Linked DNA regions of Mus musculus: region 2 is linked to region 1. A link is a contact called in public Micro-C data. All regions are on one chromosome and are shown on one strand. The core of a region is the stretch at or near the end of the contact, and the rest is flanking DNA. Distances in the headings are between cores, read along the strand shown. Region 1 has its middle 26 kb from the start of Gm35696. Region 2 holds the start of Xpot (exportin, tRNA (nuclear export receptor for tRNAs)).

Region 1 (5,296 bases), core at 772-3,271:
AAGGTACGATTTTCCTTTTCTACCCTCACATAACACTTTCAACAGGCCTCACTCTTTCCCCCGCCAAAAAAAAAAAAAACATAGACTTATTTTATGCATTTGTGATTGAGTGTGTGTGCGGGTGCCTGTGTGTGCGGATTCCTGTGTGTGCGGTGCCTGTGTGTGCAGATTCCTGTGTGTGCAGGTGCCTGTGTGTGCGGGTGCCTATGTGTGCAGGTGCCTGTGGAGGTCAGAAGTAGGTGTCAGATCCCCAACAGCTGTGTCTGAAGACAGTACTCATATACATAAAATAAATAAAAATAAAGTAAAAGCTTCAATCAATAATGTAAAGGAAACAATAAATAAATAAATAAATAAATAAATAAATAAATAAATAAATAGCAAGCAAGCTCCTAATTCCAGCTTAATCCAGAGCATCCCAAACATCAGTTAGCATCAGGACGCATTGATGGAATGAAACTGGATTCAGGTTTTCAGAAGGTTTCACAGAGGAGCTGTCCAGAAGGCTTAAGTAGGAGAACGCAAGTCCCTGTTCTAAGCAGCCCAGCCCCACAGTCCACACCACCTGCAGCTCGGATGGTGTTCTTCAAAGGCACTTTGAAATGTTCTGAAAGGGAACATCCTTTGCTAGCCTGACCCAAGGGACCAAAATAAGTCTGAACCAGCTGTGGAGGAGACCTCTCGTTAGCCCGGGACTTTAATTCTGCATAACTCAGTAGCTGGTGTTGATTCAAACTGACCCCAAGAACTTTATTTTAGGCATATTTAAACACAACACAACTTGTTGAAAAAGATGTCCTGGTGATAATTCGCTCAATGGGGTATGCACAACAAAAGACATGACTACATCAAACTCTTGGAAAGGTACAAGTGACATGGTCCATAAAAATGGGCTCAATGTGTTAGCTGAGAAAGCAGCGGGCTCAGGATAAGGGTCTAGGGAAGGAGAGCACTGTAGATTGGCTGAGGCAAAGAAGCTCAAGATGAGGGTCTGAAGGAGGATCCCTGTGGCCTAGTCACACAAGCAGTACAACAGTCACCAGGCTATTAACCACGCCCAGGGCAGCCTTCTGGGCAGAACATGGGTCCTGAATCTCTCTTTTTGAAGAGATAACCCTGCGTGTTTAACATTCCTGGTTCCCCTCGTGTTTATCTGAAGCACAAGGACCTCCAAGTCTCCTACAGCAGCCATCTCTCCTGAAGATGGATCACTGCAGAGAAACAGCAGAAAGATGGTCAAGAGCCAGGGTGAAATCCAGGGCTTGAACGCGATAGCGCACACCACTGAGCTACAAGATCCAGTGATCTGTGACCTTTTAGACCCAGCTAACAGAGTAAAGTGTGTATGTATGATACTATGTGCATGCATGCTCACTGGTGTGTGTGTATGGGTGTGTGTGTGTGTGTGTGTATAGTAACACTGCATCGCTCAGACTAAGTTAGAAATCCTGGGTTCAAGAAAGCCTCATACATCAGCGGAAAGAACAGACGTTTCTATTGCTCCCGGGGAGAGATGGGGGTTTTTTTGGTTTGGTTTGGTTCTGGTTTTTCTTTTTTGTTCTGTTTTGGTTTTTGTGGGTATTTCTGTTTGTTTGTTTGGGGTTTTTTATGCAACAGTTTTATATATCACTCAAACTCTCTACACAGCTGAGGTTGACTCGAATATATATTTATATCTATTCTGACCCTCCTCTGGGATTACATACATACACTACCATACCCAGTTTATGCAGGGATGGGGACTGAGCCCAGGGCGGGCTCTTCCTACAGAGCCACATCCTCAGTTGAATGATCTTGAGGTTCCTGTTCAGTTTATCAACTCTTTCCTTGTAAGCTTGTAGTTTGGGGAGTGGCAGTGTAGCTCTGTGGTGGTACACTTGCCTAGCATTCAATTTTCAGTTCACGCACACGCACACACCGCACTCACAAGAGTGAATGAAGAAGGACAGAGATGGCTCAGCAGGTAAAGGCGTTCTCTGCCAAGCCTGAAGATCTGTATCCACCCTCACACCCGCCTGGTGGAAGGAGAGAGCTGATGCCTGCAAGTCATGCTCTGAGCTCCAGGCGATCAGTCAAGGCCCCCGCCCCGCCACACACACACACACACACACACACACACTCACACACACACACACACACACACACACACACACACACACACACACACACACACAGAGAGAGAGAGAGAGAGAGAATGTAATAAAAATAAAGATCTTAAAACAAAGAAAGATAGCAATGCTGTCTTGTGAATCTTTGCCTAGAGGAACACAGTGGATACAATGAATCTATATATTTATATATAGAGAGAAAGTTTATTAGCGTGGCTTACAGCTAGTCTGCCTACAGAAAGTCCAGGTATCCAGGAGCTGCTCCATCCATGAGGCTGGATGTCTCAGCTGGTCCTCAGTGGACATCTGACTCACAGCGAAGTAGGCTGTAATGCCAGTGAAGGAATGCACTTGCCAGCAAGGGCGAGCCAGCCACGAGTGCAAGCTTGCTTCCTCTCTCTTCTCTGTCTAGGCTTCCAGTAGAAGGTGGGGCCCAGATTAAAGCTGGATCTTTCCACCCCAAAAGATCTGGGTTAGAAGTGGGTCTTTCTACACACAGATTGAATTAAGAAAAATATCCCTCACCAGTGATCCTAGCCGCTTGGGTTTTAGTTAATTCCAGATGTAGTCAAGTTGACAACCAATAGCCACTGCAGGTGTCCTCCATATATCCTCATGCTTACGTCTAGCTCCCTCACCATGGGACATTTTACACTTAGACCTGGGGAGTCTTATTTTGTTTTGCTTTGACATGATTTCTCTGTATAGCTTTGGCTGTCCTGAAACTCACTCTGTAGACCAGGCTGGCCTCAAACTCACAGAGAGCCACCTGCCTCTGCCTCCTGAGTGCTGGGATTAAAGGCATGTGTCACCAGCTAAGTTTAAGATTTTTTCCCCCCATCAAGTGCCACCACTAACACCCAGTTTAAGATCTCCCACCGCCCCCAGGATCCAGTTTTAATTATCACGTATTTGTGGTGTCAAGATTTTGTGAAATAATGTACAAAAGATATCAGAAATGCTGTCAGCTGGGCGGTGGTGGTGCACGCCTTTAATCCCAGCACTTGGGAAGCAAAGGCAGGTGGGTTTCTGAGTTCGAGGCCAGCCTGATCTACAGAGTGAGTTCCAGGACAGCCAGGGCTACACAGAGAAACCCTGTCTCGAAAAACAAAACAAAATGCTGACTGTCATGATACTTTCTTATGCTAGCTTAACTGTCCTTTGAGAGGTTCCACCCAGAAGCTGACTGAAATAGATGCAGAGACCCACAGCCAAACAGCCTGAGATTGGGGAGTCTTGTGGGAGAGTTGTGGGGAAGGACTGAGGGACCTGGAAGGGAAAGGAACTTAAGAAACCAACAGAGTCAACTAACCTCCCTGGAGGGCTTCCAGAGCATAGTCAGGCTGCACCAAGGCCCCCTGCACATATGCAGCAGATGTGCAGCTTGGTGTTCAGCAGGGCCCCAACAACTGGATCTGAGCTTTACCGTGTTTACTGTTGCCCGCCTGTGGATCCTGTCACCCTAGCTGGACTGTCTTGTCTGGCCTCAGCGGTAGATGATGTGTGAAGTCCTAGAGTGACTTGCAGTTTCAAGGAGTTTGACACCCAGAGGGGACCTCCCCTTTCTCAGAGGTGAAAGGGAGGGGAGGAGGGGGAAGGGCCATGTGAAGGGGGACTGGGAAGGAGGGGGACTGTGATTGGGATATAAAATGAATAGATAAGTTAATGGACAAAAAAATACCCGGTATCCTCCCCTGGCCTTGTAGGCTTGTGCAGGTACCAAAGAAAACAGATGGACAAACAGAAAACGAAATGTCTCAAGTCTAACTGCCGCGGACATACTCGCTGCCTTCATACTCTGCCAGTCATTCACAGATGTTTATTTTTATTGTCACCGAGAATAAAGGATCGTAATGCACTATCAGTCCTGATGTTCAAGCTTAAAGCTAAATAAAAATACTGTACGATTTATAAAATAATAATTACTTTTTAAAAAAGACAGAAAGAAATGCTGTCCCAGTGCCGACTACCGATGGCGAAAAGGACCAGCCCTTCTCTGCTGACCTGCCTTTCTGCGTTTGAAGTCAGTTGAGCAATGTGTGTGGACTGCCTTCTGTGTTCTCTGGTCTCCTCCGGGATGTGTTGTTGTTGTGGGGGTTGGTTGGTTGGTTTGGGTTTGTTGTTATGGCCGGCAACATGTAGCCCGGGCTGGTTCTGAATTCCACTGTGTAAGCTGAGCGTGGTCTTGAACTCATGACCCTTTCTCCTCAGCCTCCCGGGTGCTAGTTACAGGCTGGTGACAACATACTGCGTTTGAAGAGTGCTCTTTATGTTTTTACTGTGTTAAAGTGTATATAACGCAAGATTTGCCCTCCTTTTTAGAGACAGAGACGGAGAGAGAGTGTGTCTGTGTATCCCCGGCTGACCTCAGATGAAATCCTTCATTCTAAAGGCTGGAATTACACATTTTAACCATTTAAGATACAGGACTTGGTGACATGAATCACATTAACATGGTGGTGCTATTGTCAATTACTATTTTTCCCAGAATGAACGTTTTTGTGGTTTTTTTTAAACCACATTTTTGTTTTCTGGAAAGAACAAAAACAAAACTTTGGAATTTTAAGCGGGTATGGTGGCGCACGCCTTTAATCCCAGCACTTGGGAGGCAGAGGCAGGCAGATTTCTGAGTTCGAGGCCAACCTGGTCTACAAAGTGAGTTCCAGGACAGCCAGAGCTATACAGAGAAACCCTGTCTCGAAAAACCAAAACAAAAACAAAAAAACCTTTGGAATGTTGAATGCCACTCCCTAATTTTCTAGTTTTGTTTCGAAAGAAATTGTTGTGGCTGAAAAACAGCTTAGTGGTAGATAATTTGCCTAACACATGTAAGACCTACGTTCAGTTCCCAGAACCGCAAAAAAAATTAAGAAAGATAGACTACTGTCAGCTGCTGGTTTCTGGCGACTTGATGGTTCGCCTGCCCTCCACGCAGAGATGTGTTAAGGGCTCTCAGAGGTCCCCTAGAAGCATCACTCATCTCATAGAGGTGACAACCGAGGCCGGGGAGATCACGCTGCCGCTGAGTGACAGAGCCAGCTGAGAGAAAAAGAACTGCTATTTTTGTGCGGTTGGGGGATTTGACCAAATCCTGGCAGCGTCACTCTGCTGATCGGACTTCGGTAAAAATCCGCTTTCCTCACTTCAGAACACCAGAGAAGCGTCCTTGCGGGGGTGGGGGGTGGGGG
Region 2 (5,296 bases), core at 1,729-4,228, 90 kb before region 1:
AAGCCAGGAGATTCTCCTTGGAGTTTGCAGCCAACCCTTGCCACCTATTATACATACCTTGTCCAAGCTGGCCTAGGGGAGGGGCTAATGTATGTAGGTGGGGCAAGGCTGAGGAGCAAGGGGTGTTTCATCTATGTGGCTGAGAGAAGCCAGTTACAGGATATTTAATGACATTGTGAACCCCAAGATTGTGTTATTTACTGGAAACACATGTTTTAGTTGTGGTGTGGCCAGGCCTTAGCCCACACCTTTAACCCAGGAGCTTTCTTCTTGAATATCGTAAACAGGATTAAATAAAGTCAATCGTTGGTCAAGAAGCAGAGCAAGCAGCCAGTCAACAGGAAGTGAACATAGGATTATTCAGAAAAAAACCATAGAGAGTAAGAGGGAGTCAGGAGGATGGGTAGAGAGACACACAGGAAGTAGAAGGGAGGGGCATTCAGTTTGAAGGAGGTTTTTTTTTTTTTTTTTTTTTTTTGAGACAGCATGAGGGAGGGGATTCCTGGTGGGATATCAGCTGAGGAGGAGGGTTAGCTGGGTGCTTTCTCTGCCTCTCTGAGCTAGCAGGCTCCCGAGTCTTTGTTGGTAAAATCGATTTTGTTATAAAACAGCCATCATCCCTGATGAGTAAGGACTTTGCAGAGCAGCCTTTTTAAGGGAGAGGAGCGCCCACACTCAGTAAGTAACCCCTTACGCATGCTCAAGTAAGTCCAATAAACTCCTGGGGTCCCCACACTGAACTTTGAAGGAGTCTAGGTGAGCTTGTTCTTAGGACCTTGGGAAGAGGGGTAGACTTGAAGATTGCCCTGGGAAGGAGTTTTAGTAACATAAGTGAGTAAGGGTAGCTGCTAAGAGGTAACATCAGTTTTTATTCTACTTCCATTCCCTCCTCACTCTGTCCGATCTGCTGGCAAGTTTTGTTAGCTCTTTGTGGTCTGGGCATTGAAGCTAGGGTGGTGGGTGCGAGGTAAGCACACTATCACTGAGCTATATCCCTAGACCTCGTCATTCACTTTTAAAGAGAGGATATAGCTATTGTGCCCTGGCTGGCCTTGAAGTTGAGATCCTCCTGCCTCAGCTTCTGAAGCAGCTTGGATCACAGGCTTGTAGAACAGGTCTGGCTTATTCTTAGTGGGAGCTAGAGGCAAGGCTTTGACTACATTGAACATGTACACTGAGCATGTACTGAATAAGATATTAGGTGTATTGGCACACACCATTAGTCTCAGTACTTGTGAGGGAGACAGAGGTAGGGGGATCTTGGTAAGTTCAAGGCTAGCCTGGTCTATATAGTGAGTTCTGGAACAGCCAGAGTTTACTGTAGAATACTGTTTCTAAGAAACGAAAGGAAATCTACACGTTGGGTGCACTGCATTGTTTTCATGATAAACTCTTTAAACTCGGGAAGTAAACAATTCAAAGATCCCCCCCAAACTAACCAGATTAACAATACCATCCCCTCCCTCATGCTATACACTCTTGGACAAGCTGAATTGCTGGAACCTGTCCTACCTGCTGTCTTCGGGGAGGCTGCTGTCTTTATATCATTTCTGCTCCTGTAAGAAAGTCACCCCAGTAAAAGCCATTGGTTCACCAAGCTTGACTTTCGTGGTATCCTCACTTTAGTCTGTCATCAGTACCGAATCTGGGTATCTATCTGCAGTGAACAGATGTTTGTCCATGTATCCCCAGAGATAGTGTCACTTATGATAAGTCTAACACGTGTATCAAACTTAATTCATGAAATAGTCAGACCTGGTGACAACCTGGAACTCCAGCACTCTGGAATCTGAAGCAAGAGAACAGTGAAGGCCAGCAAGTTTCAGGCTAACCAGAGCTACATAGTGAGCCTCTCTCTGCCTCTAAATAAAATTAACCAAACCTTACCCTCTGAGGCTGGTACTGTCCCACTCTACATAAAATGAGTAAACTGAGATGGACTTTAACACTCATGATGCCAACAATAATGGAGGTGCAGCCTTAGGATTTAGGTAAGGTTGCTGGAGCTTATACTGCGCCCACACAGTAATAATAGCACGGGATCAAAGAAACAAAGCGAACGGAAGCACGGGACTTGTACGTATGTTTTCCCTCTCTCTTTTCTTTTTTTCTTTTTTTGAGACTGTGTTTCTCTCTGTAGTCCTGGCACTCGCTCTGTAGATGTGGCTACCTCTGCCTCCTCAGTGTTGGGATGAATGGTAATCGCCACCATCACCGGGGACTGCTTTCGGTTTTCTTTTTTTCTTTCTATCTTTTTTTGTAGGCAAATTTAGTAATATTTAAACTGGGCGTGGTGGTTCATGCCAGTAATTCCAGAATTTGTAAAGTTTAGGCCAGCTTGGGAAAAATGAGTGAAAACCAGCCTGGGTTATGGAGTGTGATCTTGCCTCAAAAGCAAAACAAGTAAATAAAAATACAGCGGATTTTTTTTTTTTTTAAAGAGTCCTTAAGCGTCTGGACTCTTGACACGTGGAACCGCTGGAAAGGAATTCAGCAACTGACTCAACACGTGGTTTCAACCACGTCCACTTTTCCGATCTCAGGATCTCCGCACTGCCACCTGACCAGACCCTTCTGGAGGGAGTGGAGAGTTACTAATTCACGCCGACGCTCAAAGCAGAGCGCAACGTGGCCGGTCTTCTAAAAGCTTAGAGGACCTCAGTAACCTGTAGCTAGGAGGGCGGTGTGCACTCTCCCAGCATGCACCACAGGCCCGCCGGCCACGCCCCCTGCGAGCTCCAGGGAGCACGTGCGCGGTCCTCCTCTCGGAAGCGTCCCATGCGCTTTGCACGCTGGGAGTTGTAGTCCCCCGGGCCCAGCCTGCTGGCGGCCGTCTGCACTCTACTTCCATGAGGCTGCTGCTAGCGCGGGTCCGCGCGGTACGACGCGGGGGGCGTGCCTCGCGCTGACTCAGCGGCGGCGTTAGCGGGACCCTGCGCAGTTTTCCTTCCAGGGCCGCCGACTCCGCCCGCCGGCTTGCCAACCTGCCCTCCCCGCTCCGCGCCACGCAAGAGAAGGCGCCCGGGGAACGCCGAGCGCCGAGAGGAGCGCGGCCCGGGCCGGCTCCGGCGCTAGCGCTGCGGCTGTATTGGAGGACTACAGCGACAAGGACGTGGGCCGCTCTCCGTGCTCCCTGCGTACGGCCCGCTCCTTGCGGCTGGCCGACCCTCGGGAGTGCAGGCGAGGAAGAGATATTGGAGTGATGGTGACTGGAGGCGTAGGGCGGCGGGCCGGGGACCCTACGTGGCCGGGCGAGCCGGACTTGGGGTTGGGGACGATCGGTGGCGGCCGCGTCCCTAGTGCGTGGCTGCCGGTTGCCGGGTGTTTCATCACCCGAGTGGCCACGAGGCTTCGCTCTGGGAGGGATCCGGGCGAAGGATAGGGGGCGAGGCCGGCCTAGGAGGCTGCCCCCCAACCCCATTTGTGATAGTTTTAGAGTGCGTCCCACCAGTTTGAGCTGTAGGGACCTCAAAGTTGATCCGCTTCCCACCCCGGGACAAATAGGAGAGAAAGTGTTATTTCTGCGTAGTAATTTGCCAGCAGGGACAGCCTTTTCCCCTTTTTGCTTCTTTACAGTCTTGCAGCCACGGAAAAGCTTGATGTTCCCTGTAACCTGAAAAACGAGTACTTTTTGGAAGCCTTAATTAGTTGTTACTGGGGGAAGTTACGTTGTATTAAAGCGACTTGTCAACTTGATGTTAAAAGGCTGGAAAGATTCAGTCGGTCTCAAACAGGCTTAAGTAGGTGTGGAGGAATTTTCCACATTGTTTGATTATTCTTGACTTAATGGCTGAGGGAAAAATTAAGGCTTCCAATTTTACATGTTTTTTTTTCGCTCCCCCCACCCCCACATCCACCTTTGCAGGTAGTATAAGATGTTTACCATATTGTAACAATGTTTAAGCCTGCAAGGCTCTGCATCGGTAGGTCAGAAAGCTAAGCTTCCTTTGCCGGTCTTTATTAGGCAATCGTTACCTTTTAACCCTGTGTTTTATTCACAGATAGGTGGTTTACCATCTCATTTTATTTTGGTTTGATGTTTTTTTCCGATTGTGTAGAGGGCGAAGGTTTGTGAGGGATTCCTCACTATGGAACAAGTTTGCTGAGGATTTTTTTTGTTGGTGTTGAGCATGTGCTCGGCTGGGCCTCTTATTTATCTTTTTTCCTCTTGTCAAGATTAGCGTGAAATGACAAAACGCTTAAGCAGTTTTTTTCCCAAAGCAATGGATAATTTAAAGGAACTCTAGTGGATTTCTCAATCAGGGGTTTACAGACAGTCTTACACCGACTTTTCTCTCTGAGCATTTTTAGCAGGAATACTACTTTACTTTAAGAATGTTTCAAGTTGTGCATCCTGCGTGCCTGTCTCTGACTTTGTACCCTATTGGAGGCATGCTTTGCACACATGCACACATTGTAGTCTTTAGGACTTTGCCCCTTTTCCTGCAGACAGAATGGAATGCATACTTTTGGGGTGTTTGTTTGTTTGTTTTGGTGTGCAGCTTCAATTTTTGTTTTGTTTTTGAGACAGAATCACTATAGCTCTGGCTAGCCAGAACATCCATATGTAGATAGACCAGGCTGGCTTTGAAGTCCCAGATCCCCCTGCCTCTACCTCCCAAACAGTGGGATTAAAAGGTGTGTGCTACTTTGAGTGACTGAATGGTTGTGTCACTTGGGGTGTGTGTGTGTGGGTCGGTGGGGTTGGTTGGTTGGTTGTTTTTTCAGACTGGGTTTCTCTGGGTAGCCCTGGCTGTTCTGGAACTCTGTTGACTAGGCTAGCCTGGAACTCAAGAGATCAGAGACCCTCCTGCTTCTGCCTTCCCAATGCTGGTATTAAAGATGTGTTTTTGTTTTGTGTTTTATCTGTTCTTACTGATAAGGATTGGAATATAAATCTAGAACTTAAAAAAACTACATATATTTATCTCATATATGTACAGATGTGTGCATGTGTGAATGTGCGCATGTGCAGTGTACATGCGCAGTTCTCTTCTTCCACCATATGGATCTAGGGTTTTCAGGGGTCTTTACCCGTGAATCATCTCACTAGTTCAAACCCAGAGCACTAAAAACCTAAAACCTGTGTTTTCACATTTTAAGAACATAGTAATGCATTCATATTTCACAATGGTTTGGGGTTTTTTGTTTTTGTTTTGTTTTGTTTTTTGTTTTTGAGAAATCAAACTGTCACATGGTAGGTCGTGGAAAGGATTATTTAATCCTGTTCTGTTAGGATCAAATAGTAGAGCGTCGAAGCTGTATTGCTGCACGAGGTGATCTGGAGGTGAAATAT

The links. Hi-C and Micro-C count contacts between places; a contact is called where the count stands out from the background.
Region 2: a contact with region 1 is called in a Micro-C map of the HL-1 cell line, with 1.7 times the contacts expected there. The contact joins the promoter of Xpot here to the enhancer-like site in region 1. A contact is called at or near these places in 3 of 39 promoter capture datasets (the C10 cell line, fetal liver and hippocampal neurons), 5 of 484 Hi-C or Micro-C datasets (3T3-L1-derived adipocytes, the HL-1 cell line, the N1E-115 cell line and 2 more), 5 of 115 datasets of contacts at active chromatin or transcription factors (bone marrow-derived macrophages, embryonic stem cells, extraembryonic endoderm stem cells and 1 more) and 2 of 9 other capture datasets (adipose tissue and pancreatic islet).

Annotation. Positions count from the first base shown.
Region 1 is chr10:121,533,501-121,538,796 of GRCm38.p6, reverse strand. No RefSeq gene overlaps it. Among named protein-coding and RNA genes, the nearest start is that of Gm35696, 26 kb to the right of the region's middle. Within about 2 kb of position 2,021, at least 9 of the 459 cell types and tissues checked have an H3K27ac peak or open chromatin away from gene starts, as enhancers often do. A contact at or near this core is called in the HL-1 cell line, where this site is marked.
Region 2 is chr10:121,624,014-121,629,309 of GRCm38.p6, reverse strand. Xpot (exportin, tRNA (nuclear export receptor for tRNAs)) reads left to right here and starts at 2,978. Exons shown (of 25, transcript NM_001081056.2): 1 at 2,978-3,205.